Regions from separate parts of the Mus musculus genome. Here region 2 is linked to region 1. The links are chromatin contacts, called in public promoter capture Hi-C maps. All regions are on one chromosome and are shown on one strand. The core of a region is the stretch at or near the end of the contact, and the rest is flanking DNA. Distances in the headings are between cores, read along the strand shown.

Region 1 (6,647 bases), core at 1,747-4,246:
TTAGTTTTCTCTATGCCGCTGTTATAAAATGTCTGACAAAGGCAACTAAGGGAAGGAAGGGCTTATTTGGCTCACAATTCTAGGTTATAATCCATTCTAGCAGGCAGGTCAAGGCCGGAACTTAAAGCCACAGCCAAGAGTAGAGAGAGAATAAACATGGGGACACTTGCTTGCTGCTCAGTACCTAGCTGGCTTGCTCTACTCTTGCAGGATCTCCTGCCTAGGGAACAGTGATGCCCACAATGGCCTGGGCTAATTAACAATCAGGACTAGCAATCTCAAGTGTACCTAGAGGCCAATCAGATCTGGACAGTTTCTCAATTATGACTTCTGCTTCTGCTGGTTTTATGTCGTCTCATGTTAACAGTTAAAATTTCCCAGTACAGAGTATGGGCTATTGAGTAGTACACTATGTCCTAAAGACATATTCAGGCCAATCTGCAATCATTACACCAATACCACATTGCTCTTACACTGCTGGCAATTCTTTATCTTTCTTTACAAGGTCTTGTGTTGACAAACCATAAACTGTTATTGAGAAATGCTAGGGAAGCCCCACATTTAGAAGATGATTAAGGTGCATTTTAAATGACGGCCCTTTCAAGGTTTTCCTATCTGAGGGTATTGATATTTGAAATCAAAGCACAGTGTCTGTAACACAAAAGACATCCAATAACTGCACATGGAGTAGCTTTAAAAAATGAGGCATTATACATATCAAAGTATTGAAACTCTCCCTTGCTTCATTTATAGAATCTATGAGTAAACTGAGCCAAAGACTAGTTCCAGTCCAGTGTGTGCGGACGGTCCTAAGAATGTCTCCATAAAAGCCACAGTGGTACCTTACTCTGCTTGGAAGACAGGAACTTGTTTTCAATATTCTCAGCTCAGAAACCGAGTGATTTGTTTGTCTGGCATAAGAATATTGTGAGAAAAATCATCCTTCTAAGCCAACTGTTATCTCATTCATTGTGGCAATCAGAGGGCATAAAGGTATCAGCAAAATATGCCATTTATTTATAAATGTGGACAATTTATACAGGACAAGTATACTTATTTTTCTAGTTAAGACCTACTCAGTTTCCATGTATGCTGTCCCACATGTTTTGTTGAAAGGAAGTATGAAGCACTGAGAACTTGCTTGTAGCTTTCTTTAAGCCTAGTTAAGCTTAACAGACCTCTTTATATCATACTGTCCGATCAATATTTGCTATGCAAACCATCAGTATTTATGATTTTGTTCTAGAGAAAGTGCTTTACAGACTGCAGTTAAAGGGATCAGGCTGGATAGTGAATCCTTATAGTTATAGTGGTCTATGATAGCCAGCTCTAACATGGAGAGATTCTGGTGAGAATAAGGATGTTTGGGGAAAAATTAGAAGTTAACTTTATACTAATATATGTGGGAGTCTAGAAGATATATATGTACATATTTTCTAATTTTAAAAAGTCCGATGGACTAATTAAAGTCTTTAGTCTTACTCCATGTAGCTGAGTCAGCATCTAAGTGAAACATGAAATGGCTAAGGAAATCTTGTCCTGGATTTTGACATTTTGATTTGACTCCTGGTTCCCGCTGCCTGTGGCCTTGGGAAACCCATCTTACATGTCTGTCCCTATCTACTTACTTGAAAAATAGTACTGGTGATAACAAGTGTATAGGGTGATTGTAACGACCGAATGAAGGGAAATCCATACAGCACTTGGAATACTGCTTAGCACTTAAGGATTTTATAGATGAGCGTGGCTGCTCTTGTTTATTCCTATGGATATAGCTGACCTCCAAGAAGCCTTTCTTGATGGTGCATCAGAGCTGAAGAGTCATGAATGTTCCTTTATTTTTCTAGGATACATATGTAAAACCTTGCTTGAAGGCCTAGAATTTAAAGTGTCTAATGATTTCTATTCTTGCTTACTAAGAAAACTTCTAAGAAAATAATTTGTAGTATTCGGGGAATGATGTCAAAAGCCAAGTGGGTAATATTTCACTCTGAAACAGCATCCCAGCCATGGCAAGATCTCTTTCTGAAAGTGCTGCCTTTGATATCAAATGGCCATTAGAAAACCCCAGGACACTTAGCTAAGACTGGAAATTATTCATCTCGAGTCTTGGCAAGGGTGCAGCTTAAGATGAAATTCTCTTAAAGTGGTTAAGATATTTAGAGTCCCTTCTGCTAATGCTGTTAAAGAGCTTCTTGGTGCTGAGAAGTACTCTCTTCAGGTGGCTATGACCCGGATCATGTCACTCATTTAGGCTTAACTGCAGGCTGCCTTTTGCTTCCTGGTTTCTCATGCCTAACTTGACAAACTTTCCTTTTCAGCTTGTAATTGCCCAGTATTTTCGTTTCTCCTATTTTCCTGGGGAGAAGCTCCCTCGAGCACTTTTGTCTTAGTTACTCTCTGAGAAATATTAAAAACAAATTGTCAAAGGTGTCAAAGCTCAGAAAGGTATAAGACCAACGTGAACTATGATGTTAGAATAAACTGAACTTCAGCGAGATATAAAGAATGTGATAACTTCCCATTGAGACTCTGAGCTCTAAATTCTTTCAGAAGAATCATGTTACAGAAAAATCCTCCTAGCACTAAAAGCATAAAACGCTTAACATTAAAAAAAATAAAAGCATAAAGAATTTGAAACGTAAGTGCTACTAGGTCGCTCAAAACCCTGCTTTTGCCATTCGCACTTGCCAAGGTCCAGTTCATGAAATTTGGATACAGATTCCTATGCATAGAGGACCTTGATTTGTAGAGAAATGTTTCATCTTATTTCCAACTCATGTTTCTTATCTCCTGCCTTCTCTGATCCTCTTTATACATACTTTCGTTTCAGCGGTTGAATGCTTTCCGAAATCAACCCGGAGGAAGAAGGCTAGTTTCCTTCCATTAATTTGACTCTTCTGTGAGGTCGCAAGCCCGGCGCTTGCTGTGCTCCGCAGGATCTGGGCTTGGGCGGAGCCGGCGGACTGCTGGGGGTGTGGCTAGGGGCGTGGCCTGTTCGCGGGGTTGGCGAACCGGGCTCTGGAGCTCCGCAGGCTGGCACAGCCTAGGTTAGTGGCTGCGAGCTGAGCCTTAGGCGGCTGCAGCGATACCGGCCAGTGCCGGATGCTTGCCGTGTCTCGCTTCTCCCCGGCTCGTGTTCGGCTTGCGCAGCGCCCACCCGCCCTGGTCCGGGAGGGACCCGGGCGATGCTAAGCATGAGAAGTGCAGCGTCTCAGCCTCAGGGCTTCAGGGGAGAAAGCGGAGCTCTTGCAGGTGAAGCCGCGGTCCCTTCGCGGTCTTCCCGTGGCCGCCTGCGCATCGAACCCTTGCCAGATTCCGCCACGCATCTTCCTCCCGCGCTGCCGATGCTGGGTGCTCTGGAGAGTGAGGACCACAGCGGGGAGGGCGCGACCCGAACACCGAGGATGGATGCCCGCACCTGGCGTCTGGGCTGGCGCTGTCTCCTTCTCCTGGCTCTCCTTGGATCTACCCGAAGCGAGGGCGTGGAGAGCTGCGAAGAAGTTCGGAAACTTTTCCAGTGGCGGCTTGGGGGAGCTGTCAAAGGGCTGCCGGAGGCGCCGCGGGCAGGTAAGAGCCGCTGGTTGGCTCCGCACTGTGCGGGGCTCCAGCCGGGGACCTCTTGGGCTTGCGACCACGGTCTCTGGGGCATCCATCCATTCAGAGATGGTCCTTGGTGAGACGACGACCTTTCGGGTTCTCCGGCCCCAGTAGGTGAACCGGGGTGAGGCCTGTGGGAATGCTTGGTGTGCTCACGAGAGTAGGGCAGCTTCAAGGTGGGCTCCTTAACTGTATCTGGGGTTCCTTGGAGCTCTGAAGCATTTTTTTTCATGCCGGTGCCCTCTTGCTCTCCAGGGAGGTGCTTGAAGAACTAATCAAGGGTGGTTTGTTACTGCTCCAGGATCTATTTGTTCCCACAGGAAACATCACCAGGGGTCCTGGTTTTACTCTCACAACCTCAGAGGGATTGTGTTGGTTGCCGCAAGTTTGATGGTAAACTAACAAACCTTCTTATATCCTTGTGCTGACCAAGGTGCCAATGCTGTTTTTAATGAGCGCTCGACCCAGTTCACTCAGAGACGACCTTTAGTTGCCCCTCTGCACCTTGGCACCAAGCCTTCCTACAGAAATCCGAGTCTCTTAGTGTGTCCCAGCCCCACAAAGTAGTTTCGAGCTTGCAAAGCGATAGGGCAACAGGCAATCAAGCTCTGCGTTTGGGGGCACCAGGAAACTCACAGTCTATACAATTAATATGGCAGCTAGAGACCATGCGTACTATAAGACCCCTTTGCCTGCATTCATCTCCTGTGCTCTAGCCTACACTCAAATTCTTAGCTGCTGGTGGGAGAACAAGTACACGTTCTATCCAGAAGAGAAGATCTTGTGCTAGGGAGCCAATAGAGTGTCTGGGGCTAAGTTAGATCATAGTGGAGTATCCCTAGCTGTTGCTGAAGTCAACAGAGAGGGCTGGATTTAAGGACGTTGTCTGATGAACAAAGAATTTGCAAAGGATGCCTTAGTACCAAATACATCCCTTTTCCAGTGCGAGAAGGCTTGCCGTTAGCACTCCCCAGTGGTAGCACATTCGCTTGATTGTTTTTCTGCTAGTTAGCTCAATTCTTATCATCCTTCCCCAGTGTCTGGGCGCAGAAAGCCCACCAGCCAGCGCTCACAGGACCACTTTTAAACACACCAGTGTTTATTGGAATACCTACTCAATACACTCTTTCCATACTTGACACACATTGTTGACACTTCCAGCTTAGGGGATTCTTGTCTCTTCAAAACCAAACACACACACACACACACACACACACACACACACACACACACATACCCCAAAACAACCTTCTAAGTAAGTACTGATTTCAGTGTATTCTTTCGTTAAGAAATACCTCTCCCTTAACCACTTATGAGACTAATTGGTTTGTGTGCAGTGGGTGTTGAGCTGAGAAAGCCTCACGTGCATTGTGAGACCTGTCTCCCGAATGTCAAAGCTTTGGCTGTAGCTGACAGTCCTCAGGAAGGCTTTGATCTCAGTGGCTTCTCGATGCTCAGTGTCCGTGCACCTGCTGAAGACAACACGGTCCAGAAAGATGGTGAGTGTCGTTTCTAGAACCTCATGTGTGTCATTGCCTTTGAAGAGGTATGTTCTAGAGCATTGATCACTGAGCTAGCCATCACTGTAAGGAGCTACTGAAGCTCTACCCTCCAGAAAAGCAAACAGTTGTCACTGTTGGCCTCTGATACAGAGAGCACAGCCTAAGTGCCAGGGGAGCGTGCACCTTTTTAAAGGAGTCATTCTGGGTTGTCCTGTTGAAAACACCTTTCTTCTTCCTTCCTTTCTTTCTTTCTTTCTTTCTTTCTTTCTTTCTTTCTTTCTTTCTTTCTTTCTTTCTTTCTTTCTTCCTTCCTTTCTTCCTTTTCTTTTTTTAAATTTAATCTCTTATTTATTTATTTTTTTACACTCCAGGTTTTATGCCCCCCTCCCCCCCATCCATCCTCTGACTGTTCCACATCCTATACGTCCTCCCTGGTCTCCGTGTCTCTACAAGGCCGTCCCCACCACCCACCACCCTTCCCACCAGACCTCTAAACTCCCTGGGTCCTCCAGTCTCTTGAGGGTTAGGGAAAGTGCCTTTCTTATCTGTGGCTTAAGGCAATGAGAAATCAGAGTAGCTCCCACTAAAGCAGCCGGGCACTCTTACAGACATCAGTGGTCTGAAAGAGGTTCTCCTGAAAGAAGTGCTAAATTCCTTGGATATTTTCATTAAGAAAAAGTCACATGAAGGTATTATGCTGATGTTGACTAACCCAATAGAGTCACTCATGTACAAATTTGATATAATACTGACATTTAATTGTATCATTCATTGATTTGAATAATTCAGCAAAACATTAAAATGTTTTGGCGTTGATTCATCTTATTTCCTTGCTTAAAAAAAAATCCCATTCTTGATTTCCTATCCGAATCTAATGAGTCACATATAACTTATGCTTAATAAATATTTTCTTTATTCTTACATTTACATAATACAGTTATATTTTAAAACTATTTATAATAGTTAACATGATAAAAATTAGTAAGTGGCTAACTAGTTTTCTAAAATCATACCAGTCTCAGGACAGTTTATACTTAATATATAAGCAGTCCCTTTCACATGAGAATAGAAATAGTGCATTTTTAAAAAATTCATACACTTATTTAATACATACCCTTTCATGAGGTAAAACTAGTACATTAACTTAAAATTTGTCTTTCTTAGAAGTTTAGTTTATTTTTTTAAATTTTTTGTACACAGTCAATAATTCCTGGGGTGTCTAGCTCAAATGCTGATTGTGTAATATCAAGAAGACAGAATAATTTTCCGCAACTCCTTCCTACACTTGTGATTATTATATCTTCTGGAAGATCGTATCGGAGTTAGAAATTATTAAAATGGTGTGGAGAGCCTTCTCAGCAGTCCCCCAGATTCCCTCCACCTTTGTTCTCCCAACTGCTCCAGTTCCTCTAAGCCCATTGAGCTCCACAGAATGTTTGGATGAGAAATGCAAAAGGGAGAGAAGGCACAAATGTGATTAGAATTACAGATCTGCCCGGGTTCCAGTTTTATTTCCTAAGTGGTAGTCAAGGTGCCCTTTGCTCT
Region 2 (6,647 bases), core at 2,223-4,722, 3.0 Mb after region 1:
CAACTATGTACACGAAGCAACTTCCCATTGCAAGTCTCTAAGATTTGTGTCTCAAGACTCAAGACTCGGGGAGGGGGGTTTGCAGGGAAGGAGACTGAGGATATAGCGTAGTGGTAGAATGTCTGCTTAATGTGTGTAAGCCCTGGGTTCAAGTCCCAGAATTAAAAAACTACTGAGTTGAAAAAGGAGGAGGAAGAGGAGGTGGGATCATCACCTACCTCTACAACCTGCAGACGAACCTGAAAGACACTGTGCTCAGTGAGATAGATCCCCACTGTATAGCAATGCCTCCTCAACGAGGCATCTAGAGGGGTCAGCTAACCAGAGAGGACAAAGGCACTGTTTCGGGGAAGGGCGGCAGAGGAGGAGACGTGGAGGCTCCACTGAATGAGTATGGAGTTACAGCGACAGTGAATTTTGGATATCCACTCTATAGCATGCTACTGTACACTTAAGAGTGTACTACCGAGCTAAAGTTCAAGTAAAGTATTCTTGCCTGGTGTGGTGGCGCATGCCTTTAATCTCAGCACTTGGGAGGCAGAGGCAGGCAGATTTCTGAGTTCGAGGCCAGCCTGGTGTACAGAGTGAGTTCCAGGACAGCCAGGGCTACACAGAGAAACCCTGTCTCAAACACCCCCCCCCAAAATCTATTCTTGAAGAAACAAAAGAAAATTGAGGAGACAAGAAAACTCATTGGAGGTAGTGGACAAGTCCATTTCCCTGATCGTTGTGAGAGGAGCAGGACTGTGAGACTATGCATGTATACAAACTTATTATTGTATATATTGATTGTGCACAGAATCTTGTGTGGAAAGCTAGATAAAAGGAGTAACTAAGTAACTGTCAAACTAAGCATTATGAGCAGCACATATTAAGTGTCCTTAACACATGTGTATATGCAGTACAGAATGAACAGTGGTCCTGAGTGAGTCAGAGACAAATAAATCATAGAAAGGAGGTGAACTACGGCAGGAGGATGGACCCTCGAGGGTAGTCATGGCTGACTGGCAGCTGGAGATGCAGACTGTACCTTGAGGAGGGAAGCCCTGCTTCAAGGTATTGGCCTCTGGAAATGTGATGACTTATATCTAAAACTTGTGGATCATCCTACTCCTAACCCATTCCCTTTTTTACTCCTAAAGTAGGTCACTTTGACACACGTTCCTGTCCCTTCTTGAGGAATATTCAAAATACTTCCTCTACAAAGAGATATAGCAAGTACCCCTTGTATTCTGCTCCGTCCTGCGGTTCCCACTTCCCCTTCCTAAAAGCAAATGTGCTTTCACTCTCCGAGGAGAACTATAAAGAGGAGGGAGGACGCGTGTGCTGTTTGCTCTGACCTACTAAAGCATTCTGCCCCGGGACTATAAAACACGGACGTTCAACTCTTGAAAAACACAACATTTTGCCATCTATTGACCTGGAAATAATTCCCATAGAAGGCTCTGGAGGTTTGCGACAAAGGTCACCCACGTTAGTGTGGCCCCCGATACCACAAGTGCAGAATCCAGCGCTTTCCCCCACCCCACCCTCCAGTGAGGCTGAAAATCTATGAGCAATGGCTAGCGAAGCAAATGATTTAATGCCTCAGGGAAAAAGTGGATAATATATATTCAACACGCTATCATAACTTCTGTCACAATAGCTAAAGCAGAACTAGACCTTATAATTCCTTTATAACATATATAATATATATATATAATATAACATTATAATTCCTTATAATGATTCCTTAAATCATTTATCATTAACAGGGCTGAAGCACTTGCTTGGCATGCAAAACGTTCTTCCTCAGCGATAGCGTTTCTGACCCTGACGTAGCCAGAGTGCCCATGCTCTGCTTCAGCAGCACGTGGGAAAGCAGGAATGAGGCAGAAGGGAATCAGCTTGCAAATGGCCACCGACGAGAAGCCATGTCCGAGGGCTCTGCCGGGGCTGCTGCTTGCAAGGGTTTTGTTTTTCAGAGGCCCTACCAGACTCGGTGATTTTTACAGTTGTGCATGTTTTCTGAAAACCAGAAGAAGTGGGATGGGGAGGACATGAGAACCCCAGAAACACAGAAAAATGGAAACTTCATAAAAATGAATATTGGGAGACACCCTGGTTGTAAAGGAAGGATATTGAGCAGATCTGATATTGCCCAATTGGAATTCAGATAATAGTAGAAGAACCCACTGTTCTCTTTGGTCCAACTCTAGCAAAGTTACGGTCCAGTCCTGGCTTGAGCAAGGCGGATGACCCCTGTTTGTGGTCTATTCAAACCCTGAGAAATGCTGAGAGCAGCTCTCTATAGCACCTGCCTCCTCTGCGCCTGCCCCATGCCAAGCCGCACCCAGCGCCGCAGCAAGTGCGGACCCATTGCAGGAGAGGCCCCGCTCCATCTTGAAAGAACTTGTTCTAGTTTCAAAGCAGGCTCCCCATCTCTGTAGCCTCCCCTCCCAACAAACAAGCCAAAGGTATGTTGGCATGCGTCCAGAAATTCAGGCGTGGCCCACACAATGTTGATTTAGTGTTCATAAGTACACACACGGGGCGTGAAACTTGTAAGCAATCTATCCGCCTTCCTGAGTGAAGAGACTTGCCACCAGAAGCAGCTAGCCTAACAGTTTGTCACCAGTGTCGCCTCTCCTCAGAAGGGATCACTTTCCTCCCTAGGAATCTCCATCAAGCTCAAATGCAGTGACATCTGGGTCTGCCCAAGGGCCCTCACCTGTGCATTTGCATGTCCGGTTGAAGAATTTTCTCGGCCATTGCTCACGGTCATCCTGGTTTCGAAGGATATAAGGGCCACTCCAGGGTCTGGTGTCTGTTTGCACCTCTGCGCACTGCCCCCTGCCCTCTAGAAATCCACAGATGTTGGTTGCCTCGGGACCCAGAGGCGGGCAGCATTCCTTGTTCAGCACGCCATCCAAGGTCATGCAGACTCGGGGAAACTGAGCCCGAGCTCTGAGCAGAATTCCGCAGCCCAGACAACCCAGCAGAAGCCCCCATCCCACAAGGCCCATGCCTTCTTAATTGGGAGGCCTGGCCCGGCGTCCCACCTGGTTTCTGTCTGACTTTACTCCTTGTCTTCCACTCCTGAGTTCTGGAACCTTTACTCACTCAAATTGCCTTTTCTTTTTTCTTTCCTTTCCTCTTCTCTTCTTTCCTTTTCTTTGGGTTTAGTTCTAGCCCTTTCCTCTCCTCTCAAAATTCCCACCTAAATCACAGAGCCTACACGTGTGCACATGTGTACACGCACATGCAATTTTATGTGACTCAAACAACTAACACTGATTTAATTTCATCCGAAGCTCCTCTAACATCAGGTTTAATGAGGGGAGCGCTTCTCGCCAGTCTTCCTTGTTAAATCAGGCTCTGTCTAATTGAGTTAATTTACAGAGTGCTCCAGCCATACTGCTTATTATGCTGCTGTTTCTAAGCCTCCTCCTTCTCTCCCTAGCCCTTGACCTTAATTGCCTTGAACTCAGTTCAAAAGCCAAGCACCGTGTTGCCTTTATTCTCTCTGGCTCGCCAAGCCACGGGGCCCTGGTGGGGCACGGGGGGGGGGGGGGGGGCGGAGGGATGGGAGAAGCCATCATTAAGGGGATTATAACCAGAGAAATCCTCTTTGTTAGCACATGACCCTAAGTGCACAATGAAGCTGATAAAGTGTCTGGCTTTGTGTCAGGAGGGTAAAATCAGCCTCTTTATTGGGCTCATGTGTCCCAGCCAAGCTTGTGACCTCAGACTTCCCAGTGCGTCAATAGATAGAGGGAGCATTCCGTCAAAGGCCCTTTATAGACCTGTGCATTGCTAAGTACTTCTCCCCCATGACTGCTGGCTGACATGGGAGAGAGACCGCCACAGGAGATCACACCCCCCCCCCCCCCCAATAAAGAAACGTTTATTTAAAGCCAGTGTACAAGGAGCTGTTTTGTTGCACAATTAGGCATCCTCCTGCTTCCAAATAATAGCCCCCTCTTCTCTTGTTCAGCACATCCATGAAGCAGATTTGTATTTAATTTGCGTGGAACCGTATGCTACCAATTATTCACAGTTGTCATTTCTCTGCAATTGGACAAACTGGAGTGGGACTTGCAAGGAAATCTTTCGATTGCATTGAGGTTTGGCATAATCAAGCTTTAATTTAGGAAGGTGTACCCCTATGTGCTTCCTCTAGGTACCACGGGCTGTGCAGATGGACCGTGGCGGCCATTTGCCAGAGCATTAGTCCCTTCCTGGTGCGAACAGGACTGTCGTGGTGTCATGAGATCTATACAAATTGCCGACTTAGAATTGTTCCAGTTGGAGTCTAAGAGTGCCTTGAACGTGAATGTCAAGTGCCTTGTTAGTTTCAAAGGAATTCTTAAGGTTGAGAAACGTACACAGCAGCCAGGTGTGTGTGCCTGTCTGCTAAAGACCCATGACTTTAATCCCAACATTCAGAAAGCAGAGGCAGGGTGATCTATGTGAGTTGGAAGCCAGCCCAGTCTACATCGTGAGTCTCAGGATAGCCATGGCTACGTAGAGAGACCCCATCTTAAAAAGAAAAGGAGAAGGAAGAAAGGAAAATACACAGGTGTCCCTACACCCCTGTGGTATTAAGGTGTGACTAACCCAATATCAGTTTGTATTTCTGGGTTCTGGACATTGAATGGGACTCTTAATGATATGTTCAAGGCATCAGCGATGTAAGTGTGTGTGCATGTGTGCATGCAGGCATGCAGATGTGTGCATTTACAGTATATGTGCTGTGGAAGGCATGCATGCCCACATGTTTGTATATGCATGTGCAGGTGGATGACAAAGACCAACATAAATGGTTTGCCTACTCACTTTCCACTTTGTTTTTTGCGACAGGGTCTCCCACTGAACCTTTGGGTAGTGGCTGACCAGAAAGCTCCAGGGATTTCGCCTCTCCGGCACAGGGACTACAGGAGTCTACCACCATTCCTGGCTTCTTATGTGGGCACTGGGGGTCTGAAGTCAGGTCCCCACACTTACAAGCATGTTACTGACTGAGCCATCTCCCCAGCCTCACATCAGTGTTTTCTAAACTCTCTTCCAGGTTCTACTGCACAGCCAGAGTTGCAAGCCACGGTATGAGAATGAGGTAGAGCTGTAGACGATGCTTGCCGTCGTTGGCTAAGGGACCAGGTGCATTCCTTTCTTAGGCTTGACTATGCTAGGATCATAATACCTAACAGTTGTAAAGACTTAGAGGCTTTGGGGACCCCATTCATTCTGTCTTTTTACTGACTTCCACTTCACGTCGCCACTGTGAAACCTGCTGTTCTGAGCAGCAGTGAAGTTTGGAAGATGCCATCATCAGATTTCTAGGAACCTGAAATTGAGGGACATTTCTCACATCAGAATGACCCATTTCCTTTTCGTTGTAGCACCTGCCATGCAACCCAGGTCATCTGAGGCTTTACACAAAAGTTCTCACCTCACCCCAGGATTCCTTCCCTGGGCCGGCTCTCACCTGCAAGTCTCAGACTCATAGCCAACTTCCTCCCAGAAGGGCTTAGACCCTTCAGAGCAGAATTTTGCTGTCTTGTCACATTGATCCTCTGCTCTAAGGACTAAACACCACCATGGTCCTTGAATCTTTGGTTTCTCTTTCTTCCTTTCCCGGCAATGATTTCTGAAGCACTTAGAGTGATGACAAACATTGTTCCATGTGCTACCCAGGGTGGTCAGCAGATCCCAGCCTGTGTGCTTCTGACCTACATTAGGATGGATACAGTAAAGACAGAAACTGGGATATAGCATTTAGAAGCTTGGCCATTGACATACACTCTTGCACATGATCGGTCAGGTGCCAGCCTGGAGGGTCATTCGCACTGACACCATGCGCATTTAGATCTCACGTTGGCCTTAAAACTGTTTTCCAAAACTTCTGTGCCATAGAGTTTGGGAGGAGCTGGACTAGAAGGTCATGTCAGAACTTCTGCTGCCTGTCTTTCTGTCTGTCTTTGTTGGGCAGAGTACTATGGTCACTGCTACCCAGACAGATCTAGTCATGGGAACTCTCAGCCATTGTACTGCTGTTTCTTCTGCCTGAAATATCCCCTCCTGGCTTCCTGTCACTGGAGTGTCACCTGCTGAGAGGAGCCGTCCTTTGCCATTCACTTTGGTGTCCTCAACCAGGACACCTTCCAATCACAGTGCACGGCTTGTTTTCCTCTTAGTCCTATCAAGTCGCTGGTTATTATCCCAATGTTACATGAGAGGAGAGGGAGCCTGGGACCTCGGATAGCAGGGCATTGGAAGGACTGTATCTCCCTGACCCCAAGGTCCCAATCTTCGCAATAAGCTGTGTTACTACATTCATCGTCTCTCAGGAATTCATTGTGATACTTCAAAATAAGGAAAAGAAGAAAACATTCCTCTTTATGATTTTTTTATGTATATGTGTGTGAGTCTAGGTGAATGTATAGGCACTGCTTCTCAGAGACCAGAAGAGAGCATCAAATGACCTGAGACAGGAGTTACAGGAAGTTGGGAGTCACCATCTTGATATTGGGAATGGAACCTAGGTCCTCTGCAAGAACAGCACGTGATCTTAACCACCGAACCATCTTCTCAGCCCTGTGGAAATGTAGGTTTCTTAATCTCCTACTCTATGCCAGGTACTGACCTAGGCTTGCTTCTTTACCCGC

What was found. Promoter capture Hi-C pulls out the DNA fragments that hold promoters and counts their contacts.
Region 2: a contact with region 1 is called in a promoter capture Hi-C map of hippocampal neurons, with 5 times the contacts expected there. The contact joins the promoter of Dct here to the promoter of Gpc5 in region 1. A contact is called at or near these places in 3 of 39 promoter capture datasets (the C10 cell line, hippocampal neurons and pre-B cells), 2 of 115 datasets of contacts at active chromatin or transcription factors (astrocytes and embryonic forebrain) and 1 of 9 other capture datasets (liver).

Annotation. Positions count from the first base shown.
Region 1 is chr14:115,089,219-115,095,865 of GRCm38.p6, forward strand. It overlaps Gpc5 (glypican 5), which reads left to right and starts at 2,997. Exons shown (of 8, transcript NM_175500.4): 1 at 2,997-3,570. The coding sequence starts at 3,408.
Region 2 is chr14:118,048,774-118,055,420 of GRCm38.p6, forward strand. It overlaps Dct (dopachrome tautomerase), which reads right to left and starts at 3,473. Exons shown (of 8, transcript NM_010024.3): 1 at 2,711-3,473. The coding sequence starts at 3,005.